Linked DNA regions of Gossypium hirsutum: region 2 is linked to region 1. The links are chromatin contacts, called in public Hi-C maps. All regions are on one chromosome and are shown on one strand. Each heading gives the region's core, a stretch centred on a gene start, on an enhancer-like site or on the middle of the called end of the contact. The rest is flanking DNA. Distances are from core to core; before and after follow the strand shown. Region 1 holds the start of LOC107956978. Region 2 holds the start of LOC107960074 (zinc finger CCCH domain-containing protein 15).

Region 1 (2,700 bases), core at 20-2,519:
CTTGTCTCGTCCTTCAAGGCTATCAGTAGTCTCTTCCTCGAGGCGATCTGGGTTGTACTTTCCCATAAGCAGGGTCAATTCCTTTTCAAACCCTTCCTCAAGCTCAATCAGCTCTTCCCAATACTGCTGTGTGATTGCCAACCTTCGGTCTTGAGGAAACTACGGAAGAACCAACACAGAAGAAGGCTGAATGGAAGAACCTAATCAAGGAAAAGGAGGAGATGGTAAATCACTGTAGATCAATGGCTAAAGTAAAGATAGGCTGCAGAAGGAAATTCTAGAGGCAAAGAGAACTGTATATAGTGCACTAGTCAAAACTACAATGATCAGCTAATAAAAGAAAAAATGTATATAGTGCACTGGTCAAAACTACAGGCTTTTCTTGTAACAAACAATCCCATTTAAACAAAGACTCACTAACTCAAAACATAACCAAAGATTCCCATCACTAAAATCACCACCAACAATTTGCCTCTTTAAACATACTAACAAACTATCAATTCCTGTAGCAGAAACATCAATCATTTCTTTAACCCAAATTAATTGTTCCTTTACCGAATCAACAAGCTTTCCATACAATTTATTAACAATTCCAACAAGTAAACTTTAAAGCAACTTATACCTATCAATGACAATAGCATGTAAGTGCTTAATAGGGTTCGATTAAAACAATACTCTTGGGGATCTGGGATAGTTAACGAAAAAGGGGGTCTTAATTTCGATTGAAGAAGGTCAAAAGCTTACCTTGTCAGTGAACTGCTTCACTCGATTCAGCACCGATTTAACATCTGGGTGTTGGATTGTTAGCCCTTTCCTTTCATACCGAAGTCGGATTTTCTTGAGAAAACTGAGAAATCTGGATTTCAAGCTGTGTTTTTGTTGAGAGAAAATTGAAACTGTTGACCCTGATTTTAGCCGGAGCACGAGGATGAATTTGTGGAGGCTAAGAGGACTGTTCGCTGGTAGGTAAAAATTTGGTGGCTTTTGATTTGAAGTTGAATCTAGGTTCAAGCTTAGATAGGGTTGGAAATGATGCTTCGGACGTGAAAAAGAGGGAGAAGGTTGGAAGGAAATGGGAATCAGAGGTTTAAAAAAAAGAAGAAAATGCTCAGATGAGAAAGAAATGAGAAGGGTAAAGATGAAAACTTTTAATGCTGAATTGGTATTCCGTGGGGGGAGGCATGAATTGTAAACGGTGATTTTGCCTTGAATAAGGCTGTAATGAATAGGTCTGTAATAGCCCATTCAGCCAACCAAACAATGTAATAAGGTTGAGCCCAAGGAATAGGGCTGTAATGCTAAACCATTACAGCCAACCCAACAAGCTATAAGTGTGTAACAACTGTTTTTCAGTGGTACTAGAAACCGTGGTTTTGAAATCTCATTTTTATTAATATTTATGATTTTATTATTGTATTATACTGATTTTTGGTCTAGTAATTTTATTACACGGTTAGTAATTAGGGTATAATGGCTAAATCATAATAATTGTAAAAGTTAATTACATTTGATTTTTAAGTGTTAAAGGCTTAATTAGTAAACATGCAAGGATTTACATAGCAATTATGCCATGTCCTATTATAGTGGATGGTTGGAGCATGTATTTTGACTTTGTTTTGTTAATTATTAAGTTAAATGAATAAAATGATAATAATAACAGTAAAAGAAAAACCTAAGCGAAAGGAAAGAGAATTTTTATTGTTATATTTCTCCACTATTTAAACTCCGTTGAAGAAGAGAATAGAAAGCTTCGAACTCTCCTAAGGAATCAACCCTTGCATATAAGTCTTATTTGAGTCTGTTTTTCATAAATTTTATGTTTTTGAGATCATTTGTGACAGCCCTAAATTGACCCTAGTCGGAAAGTGGTTTCGGGACCACAAAACCGAGTCATGAAAATAATTAACCGTTATATTTGATGCTTATTATATGTATATAGGCATGTGTGAAAATTTCATGTTTGAATTTTGTTAATTGTAAGTGAATTTTGCTAAATAGGACTTGTGTGAGAAAATTTAGAAATGTGCTAGGCAAATGTTAAAGTGGCCTATTGATGCATGTTAGAAAATGTTTGTCCTTGCATGTCAAATTACCCAAAACTTAGGATGGTGGCCGGCCATGCTATGGGTTAAAATGTATTATAAACATTTTATGTTAGTGTTTTATGTTAGGAATAATAAAATAAAGAACATGGGTAATAAAATAATAGTGGTTAGTAGGAGGAGAAACAAAAAAAAATTAGCTAGGTTGCTCCTCCATTGCCGTGAATTAAAGGAAGAAAACAAAGAAAAAAAATGTTCATCTTTAACATCCCTGGCCGAAAATGCTAAGAAGAAGGGGGAAGGGGAAGTAAAATATTTGGCCACTCCTTCTAGTCTTGAATAAGGTATGTAATTCATGGTAGCTTTTGGAATTGTTGAATGTATTAAGCTAGTTACTAAGTCCCTTAGTTAGCCCATGTTCAAATTTTGAATCTTGTTGGTAACATGAGCAATCGGTCATGAGAAAATGTTCAAGAAATGGTTGTTGCTCATGTTATTTGGATGAGAAATGGTGAGTTTTGTTGTTTCATGTTAAAGTTAGGTGAATGATGATAGATGAGTGTTTGAACTATAAAAAGAATCATAGGTGAGCATTAGATACTAAGGGAAAAGAATCGGCTACCTTGTTATGAGCTAGGGTCGAATGTGAGTTTGGTTG
Region 2 (2,700 bases), core at 67-2,566, 700 kb after region 1:
TAACTTATCCCCCGAGTTCTGCCTAAAAAGCAAAAATAACTAACCAATCATCTCTAAAATAGCAGCCAATTCATTGAAAAACTAAAAATAAATAAGACTAGGACGTCAATACATGATACAAATTAATTAAAACAAAACAAGAAAAAATATATAAATAGTACTCATTAGCTTATTAAATATAAAACACCATAAACACGATTATAGTAGTAGAAAATGACACAAAGGACATAAATTGTCACATTATAATTAAGTTTATATTTGATGCAATGGTAGACTATATATATATATTTATATTTATAACTGCTACAACATTAATCTAGCTCAAGAAATAAAAATATAGCATTTAGGAATTTATATCAACAACAGAGTAACAATAATAAACTCACCGCTCCACTGAGTTGAGAGGCATTTCCAGACCGAGTTGGTCCCCGATATTTACGACGACGACTCACACCAGCGTTTTGACTGTTTTGACTACTCATCATCTTCAGATATCCATTAGACCTAACAGATATGCTCTTAGGCAACATAACCCTCTCCACATCCCCAGCACCTTCCATCATGCTCGTCGGACACTCGTCAGAAACCTCTTCCTCTCCTACGCCCCCACCGTCACTACCGAGACAAAGCCCTTGAAACTCATTCAGCAATTCGTACGGCGTCGCGCTATAATCAGACGTTGCGAAGTGGTTCTGCATAGAGGCTTGGATCAGTGTGCTGAGTTGCTTGCTGAGGTCGCGGTTTACAGATCGCAAAGCAGTATTCTCTTGGCGGAGTGCCTCCACTTCTTTAGAAGCTTCGTGGAGGCGCGTGAGGCAGAGATTATGGCGGTTGATCATATCTTGATGTTGTTGCATGACGTGACGGGGATGGTAGAGATCAAAGAGAGAGGTGGCAGCGACAGCTGAAGGGGAGTAATCTCCTTCGTTCCCCTTATCTTTTGGTTGTTTGGCTAGGACATCGCCATAAAGAGTTGAACCGTCGCCTTGCATTTGCAAATGAAAGTACACAAGCTTGAAAAAACTTTTACAGCAAACAGAAAAAAAAATTAAAATGCAGAAAATAAAAGACCAAAACACCAGAAAAAAACGATTGAAACAAATAGAAATCGAGTAAATTAATTTGATGCTAATTAATTTGATGCTAACCTGAATCTCTGAAAAAAGCCTCTGAATTTATTTTCTAGGATTCTCTCTTTAGTGCAGCGATAGTGAGAGATTTCTTTTTGTTTTGTTTGGGGAGAGAGAAAATGGGAGATGAAAGAATTGGAGGGAAAGGAAGGAAGGGAGAAACTGTTAAAACAAACACGTAACAGAATTTTACCATTATGTCCACCTTTTCACTTATTTTTTACTCGGTTCGCCCCTATGTTTTCCTCCATCGATTTTAACCTTACCGTACCACTTAATAAGGGTATTTAAGCCATTTAATTAATCTAATTAGATTTTATTTTCATGAAAAATTTTATGATTTTCTTGTTCTGTGTTTGAAGACGAAAACCTCGGGTGATTAGACAGGACGTTTGATTTTGATCAGGGTATTTTGGACGGTGCACAGTATTTTGTAAAATATATCTACATAAATAAAATGCCAACCAAAATCTTAAATTTTAAACTCTTAAATAGATATTTAATTTGATCAAAAAATTATGAAAATATTTTTTTATAATTTTAAAAGTTATATTATTTAAAGGTAGTTTAATCTTAATTTTAAGATAAAACCAATTAAATTGCTAAAACTTTAAATTTACAACTCAATTAAAATTTAATTTAATTTAATTTAATTTTATATATTTTTATTATAATATACACAATTTATTATCTCTATCAATTGTATATATTAATAATGTTATTCATTGAATTGGTGTCACAAGTCAACTCGACATTAACTCGTAATTGATAATAAAATCATTATAAATAATTGTAGTGCATTTAGTATTGTTTATATGATGTATACATGTATTTAAATTTTGTTTTACTCATAATTTAATCTACTTTTTAATTTTAATGCCATACAAATTTCATGTGTTATTATGATAATTAATTAATCTCAAACTATATATTTTATTATTTATTATATATTATTTTTAAAAGTGTTTTAAATCTATGATTTCCATGCATACCTATATAACAAGATTTCTAATACTTACTGTAATGTATTTGACTGAATTCATGTCACAAGCTAATCAGACATGAACTCAACTAGAAAATGACTAAAAACTCCTCTTTTCACAAAGTAATATATATTATTATGATAATATTTTTGTCTTTTATATTTTATATAAAATCTATATAAATTATTTAAATAAATGTATAATAGAATTTAAACCTTAGAAATCTTAATCTTCAAATCCTCAACTTTACCAATTAAACAAGTATTTTATATTTTATTGATATAAGATTTAAGGCATATGTTTTTTTATACAATATTTAGAGTTAATCTATAATCCCAACACAACCCATATATATGAGGATAAATGTGATTTAGCCGTTCATATTCCTTTTCTTCTGTAGAAGAAACAATGCCGATGCCCACCAAGTTAAGAGTTAATCAATATTTAAAGTGTAAGTTAATTGATTTAAGAAGAAGCGTTAAAGTGTAAGTTATTTGATTTAAGAAGAAGCGGTTATGAGTAGAAGTAGATATTTTATCCAAAAGCAATTATATAATAAAGTTTGAGTAAGTTAAAGATTTTTTTTT

Evidence for each region. Hi-C and Micro-C count contacts between places; a contact is called where the count stands out from the background.
Region 2: a Hi-C map of leaf shows a contact between it and region 1, with 2.2 times the contacts expected there. The contact joins the promoter of LOC107960074 here to the promoter of LOC107956978 in region 1. A contact is called at or near these places in 7 of 34 Hi-C or Micro-C datasets (anther and leaf).

The regions. Positions count from the first base shown.
Region 1 is chrA05:54,932,201-54,934,900 of Gossypium_hirsutum_v2.1, forward strand. LOC107956978 reads right to left here and starts at 1,270. Exons shown (of 2, transcript XM_041112579.1): 1 at 745-1,270; 2 at 1-200. The coding sequence starts at 1,245. The coding sequence ends at 108.
Region 2 is chrA05:55,629,459-55,632,158 of Gossypium_hirsutum_v2.1, forward strand. It overlaps LOC107960074 (zinc finger CCCH domain-containing protein 15), which reads right to left and starts at 1,317. Exons shown (of 3, transcript XM_016896286.2): 1 at 1,149-1,317; 2 at 387-1,023. The coding sequence starts at 992.